2 separate regions of the Triticum aestivum genome follow, and region 2 is linked to region 1. The links are chromatin contacts, called in public Hi-C maps. All regions are on one chromosome and are shown on one strand. Each heading gives the region's core, a stretch centred on a gene start, on an enhancer-like site or on the middle of the called end of the contact. The rest is flanking DNA. Distances are from core to core; before and after follow the strand shown.

The links. Hi-C and Micro-C count contacts between places; a contact is called where the count stands out from the background.
Region 2: a contact with region 1 is called in a Hi-C map of leaf, with 4 times the contacts expected there. The contact joins the promoter of LOC123137686 here to the enhancer-like site in region 1. A contact is called at or near these places in 2 of 5 Hi-C or Micro-C datasets (both in leaf).

The regions. Positions count from the first base shown.
Region 1 is chr6B:505,516,548-505,519,643 of IWGSC CS RefSeq v2.1, forward strand. No RefSeq gene overlaps it. Among protein-coding and RNA genes, the nearest start is that of LOC123139322, 25 kb to the left of the region's middle. Within about 2 kb of position 1,679, at least 2 of the 8 cell types and tissues checked have an H3K27ac peak or open chromatin away from gene starts, as enhancers often do. A contact at or near this core is called in leaf, where this site is marked.
Region 2 is chr6B:506,081,957-506,084,763 of IWGSC CS RefSeq v2.1, forward strand. It overlaps LOC123137686, which reads right to left and starts at 1,293. Exons shown (of 7, transcript XM_044557514.1): 1 at 646-1,293. The coding sequence starts at 1,212.

The sequences.
Region 1 (3,096 bases), core at 429-2,928:
AAGATCATCATGCAGAAGCATTCAACAATATGGAAAGCAACTGTTCTGCAGTCATTTTCCGCAAAAAAAAAAAAACAGTTCCGCAGTCATATTATCGTACTATGAAATTACACCTACTAGCTAATTGTTTATGCGGTACAACAGAGCATTTTTTTTTCTTTTGCAACAGAGATGGAACATACATATTCCAGTGATTCTTTAGTTGGTAATTTCCATAACAACCGATTCTTCCGTCCAAAGTATAATGATCTTCATAAACAACGTAATCGTTTTGTCCGATACTCAATGATATTTTTCACAACTAATATGATACTCCGTCCGTTTTTATTTAGTTTGCATATTAGTTTTGGTCAAAGTCAAGCTTTACAAACTTTGATCAAGTTTATAAATAAAAATATTAAAATATACAATAACAAATCAACAACATTAGATTTATTATTGAATGTACTTTCACATTGTATAGATTTATTATGATAAATGTTTATATTGTTTTCTATAAACTTGATCAAACTTTATGAAGTTTGACTTCAGTCAACTCTAATATGCAGAGTAAATAAAAACGAAGGGAGTACTCTGCATAAAATTAAGGTGGTTCTCCTGTCTATAGTATACCCTGCCATGGGCAGCTCGGCCCGGACGGCCCGACCCGACCTTACCCACGGGTCAGGTTTGGGCCTAGATTTTCAGCCCGATGGCCGAACCGGGCCAGACTTGGACCCATCGTATTTGCAATTTATAAGAAAGAGGCCTGGCCTGAGGCCCAATGAGCCTTTTGATTGATGGGACAGGCTCGGGCTTATTTTTTAGGCCCGGCGGCCAGACTGGGCTGGGCTCAGGCCTATGTTTTCTGCGTCGGGCTTTCGTAGGTCCGGCCCGGATGGCCAGGTATTGTCTAGAGACTGACACTCTCTAAAATTAATGTGAAACCAAAAAACATACGAAACCAAACAACACGTATTATCAGCACCGCAGACTACCCTTTGATAATATAAAATTGCCTCGAAAACAAAATATGTCGAATCAAATCAATCCATCACTTTTCTGGACCCATCACTTTTTATCTATACTCCTATATAGTGTACGAATATCAAGTCATATAGACCATTAGATCATTCCAATCGGACGGTTCATATCTATTTGCTAATATTAGAGGACTACGTGGCTAAGCATACACCATTGGATATGCCAATCTGACGGCCAACGTTGCAGGGATTCGCGACATGGATGTGCTGCCAGCTTGGCACTGGCGGACAAAGTTTGTAGGCTGCCCGCACAATTCTAGAAATTTCTGGGAAGCTCCCGTAACGCAGCAGTAGAGTAGTACTCTACTACTAGCAGCTCGCAAAGCTGTGCGCGATTCCACAATTTCTATCCAGAAATTTCAGGCATGCTCCCGTGCATAATGCATGCAGCGCCGGAGTACTAGCAGCTATAGCAACTAGAGTACCAGTCAAGAGACAGATAAAAACATTTAATTGTGCAGCCTTGGTATAAGCGCATAAGCAATTTAACAAATTAGAAAAATAAGCATATAAGCGCATAAGCGCATAAGCCGTTGTCTCTCCCAACTTACGGCATTTCACAATAATTCTTAAATTTTACACGTGCATGGCACGTGCCATTTACTAGTCTCCTAAATCCATAGCGTCAACCTTCCCTCTCGACTCTCGAGTCGTCACACCAAACACGAACAAAGGGACCATTACAAGATCTGTCTCTAGAGTCCTAGTTAAACTCGTCCATCCCAGTCTTGATTACTATCGCATCACATCGCCGGAGGTTTCCTCCCAACTCCGGCGCACGATTTTACGCGTGAGCAGTGACCGATGCCGTCTATCACCATCCATCCTCGCGGTACGCCATGCATCGATCCATCGTCTGGAGAGAAAGCTGCGGCCACTGAAACGAGTACTCGACTCGCGCACCACGTCGGCGGACTACGTACGCACTCTAGCTATCTGGGCATGTGCAAGTGTTGTCCTCGCACGTTTAGCAGGGAGGACGCGCACCGATCGCCTCCATCCATTACTCCATGGACGCATCACACATATGAAATGACCGGCAGGCTGTTCAGGGCCTCGTATTTTGTTTCGTTAGTTTCATGGCGACCGATCGACATGCATGTCGTGGCGCGTGAACGCGTGCCTGCATGCACGTGAACCGTACGTCGGCCATACAACCATTTGACCCTGTCCGCTTCAAAATCGTTGCTAGGCGTGTAGGGGTGGAGACTGAGCTGCGATGGCTAGGCTAGACGGGTACGTGTACAGGCTAGAGAGTTCTGACTGTGGCCCCCGAAATTGTGCAGATTTTGATTGTTGCACATGGGCAAGGCCTCTCATCTACTCCTACTACCCACGGTGCACTGCGTGGACAGCGAGTCTTTCTTTGGCGCGAGGAAGGCTGCCCAGATCTAGAGAGCTGAAGCCAAGATGGGAAATTAACATAAATAAACCTTTGAAGCTCGGTCCTCCAGACTTGTGCCACGTATAAAGCTGTAGCGACCAGATCGTCATGTGCATGGTAGGCCCGTCCATCCAACGGTGACGCACCACCGGCAAGAACAGAACATGGTTTGATTTTTTGGTCATTGGCTGTACAAGCATGTGTCATATATGACGTGTCTCGGCCTTTTTCCCCATAATGTGTATAGTATGATTTGTATTTGTATGCTCAGATCGAAGATGTGTCCGGATCTTATGATATTTGTTTTTTAAAACATCCAATCTACTCGTCATCGAGGTAGTAAAAAAAATAGCAGAAGTAATAACAGAACTAACTTAACTTAACTTAACCCCCTAAGCCCCTCCCCTGAGCCTGCACCGGCGGCTACTCCGGCCCCGACGCCCACCCAAACCCGCCGGCCTCCACTCCGGACCCGGCGTCCTCCATGGCTTCTCGGGTCTCGCTTTTTGTGGCATCTTCTGGCTCCTCTTCGCCCTCCGCCGCGCCCTTGCACCGTCCCGCCCGTCCCTGATGTCGTCGGTACGGCGCGCGGCCCCATCGTGCGCGGGGAATCGTCGCCCCCCCCCCCCCCGCGGCGAGGGCGGCGCCGGTGGAGGCCTGGCAGCCCAGGGCCAACCGTCGCCCGGCGGA
Region 2 (2,807 bases), core at 43-2,542, 570 kb after region 1:
TTAGTTTATTTAAATGCATGAAGTTTAAATTCAGTACAATATCCTTATGAATTATGAGTTTAATAGATCCTCTTTAGCAGAAAGACGTATATTCCTTGCTCATTATCAGACAATCACTTATCCCCAAACCTAAGTTTAAAAGACCTCGTGTTTTTAGGAAATGCATGAAGTTGAACAAGGAAATTAAGATCCTCCATAAGTACTGTGAATTTGCACTAACTTTTGACAACAGCAAAAATTCAGTTAACCACGACTGTAACTAACACTGTCTTTAGATTTTGACACCAGCAAAAATTTAGTTAACCACTATGTAAACTGTCTCTAGATTTTGACAGCAGCAAAAATTCAGTATGACAGTCTAAATTTGTTTTCAGTTTTCACAGTTTTGACATTGACCAAGATTACTAAAGAAAAAATCAGTCCAAATCTGTCTACTGTCTTCAACATTGACCAAGATTACACAAAAGCTTAGGCAGTAGCTAAATTTTCCCTGCTCTGGTGCACCATAATTTTCCATATTCATTGAGCAAAATTCAGTCCAAATCTGTCTACTGTCTTCAACATTTGCTAATTGTCTACTGTATTCAACATCTATCAGTACAAAATGAACTTCAGCTCAGAACTATAGCATGAACTTGAGATTACTCTGGATCTGAAGCTCCGGCGAGCTCTGTACTTGAGCACGTGGAGGTGTTGTGGACGCCTTGAGCGCGTAGTGCTCCGGCGAGCTCGACGGTGAGCTCCTCCACCTTGAGCACCCGTGCTTCCCAGTGCTTGGGCGACGACGTCCATGGAGGGGGCGGGCTTCATGGTTGACGGCGAGCAGGTGGTCGGACGAGGGGGCCAGCAGGGGTCGCCGGGTAGTTGGCAGGTGCCGACGGGGAGGGAGGAGCGGAGACGGGAAGGCGGGAGGGGGGAGCGCCATGGCGAGGAAAAGAGACCGGGTTGACGAGGCGGCAGACAGAGGAGGGGGTACTCGAGGAAGAGGCTGACAGAGGAGGTAGACATGGACGGCGGCCGCCATGGCCAGTGGTCCTCGGGGTTGGACGCCTGGCTAGGCCGCCGCGCAAAAATCCAACCTTCGGGCAAAATTCCAAGCTTCAAACGAGGCATGGGGGAAGAATGTGGCACCGGCGTGGGCGGAGGTGGAGAGGGAGGGGCAAGGCGACGTGGGGCGGGGGGGAGGAAGGGATCGAGGCGGCGCGGCGTCATGGCGTCGCCGGCGAGCAAGCAGTAAAAGAATGGGGTAGCGAGGGGAAGAGTGGGCGGTGTGGAGTGCGGGTTGTGTCGTGGGAAGCTGGGTGTGTTTTCTGGAAAATATACACGGTGGCAACTTTTTCCGGACGGAGGGAGTAGTTTATATTGAAATTTTTAAAAAAGACTTATATTTAAAAACGAAGGGAGTAGAAAGGCAGGTCTTTTGGTGCAGTTCACTTTGCTCTGGTGGGCGTCTTGGGTAAGTTGATTCTAGATCACGCAAGTTTGGACCAGATGCGTAAGAATCATGATCAGTTCAGATTAGAATACCATACCGTTGCCGCATGCACGAAGAAGGCAAAGAACTCTTTCCATTTCTCCTCCTCACGTGCAGCCCTCTTAAACCAAACGAAGCTTGACATGATCTGATTCGGTATATGTCGCTTGGTTGTGCTCCTGTGCATTCAGTGCCATGTTGTACGTCAGTCATGTACCAATAAAGCTCCAACGGTTAATGGGGCTACGACGTAGCTGGCCCGAGGTCCATTGTTTCTTCAGCACGCATGTGGCGAGGCCTAACAAGACAGCCCAGTTAATCAAGTTACAAGGTCATCCACGATAAAATATTTCAAACGAAATCACTACTAGGTATATTCATCCATTGCAAAGATCACTCTAACCTTCTTTGGTGATGACAAGTAGCGCACTGCATGTGCAACACTGATCACAATATGGGAGTTTTTTGCTTTTTTTTTCTTGGTTTGTTTTCTCAAAATATTTTATCTCATATTTTAGAGCCATCTTCGGCACCAATTCCTATTCGGTACTTAAGGAGACCTCTTTCACAGTGGCGGTCGGAGAACAAGAGCATTCACATGCCGCCTGCTCATGGGCCGCAACTCAGCCTATGCTCAATGGTTGCGCCTTTTTTCTCTCGATGCAACAGATGACCAAAATCGTCGACCGTGACCATTGACCATTTGAACAAGGCTGTTGACTTTTCGTGGAAAGTTCATAGAATTAAAAAAAATATTCACAAATTAGTTTACGAGTTAAAAAATGTTCATCACTTTGGAAAATGTTCATGGACTTGGAAATTTATTTGTGGACTCAAAAAGTTCATGAATTGTTCAAATAACCAAGGCTTTGAAAAAAAAACATTGCATGCAAAAAAGTTCAAAAGGTTGAATATTAAATAGACATGAATTGTAAAAATTAATTCATTTCTTGTGAATTTTTAAAAATTTCAGAAATTTAAAAGTTTCCAAAATTTTAAAAAGAAACACAAAAGGAAAATCTAACAAAAAACATCCTGCAAAATCACCCAAAAAATCACTGGAAAGCTATAGGACTAGCGATAAATCTACATAGGTCGGCCCGTATAGGACTAGCGACGCGGTGGCTGCTTACTAACAAAGTGTTAAGCCCCTAAAAACGAATAAAGCATTAAGCAAGGCATGAAGCATTAAACATGAAATGGCCACCCTAAGACGGAAAATTATATTTGACGCTCTTTGCGTCAAACTGTTGACGAAACGCACATGCTGGCGTACCACACCGAATGGGAGCATCAGTTTGGTGCTAGAATGAGAAGAGAGGATGGACAAGGA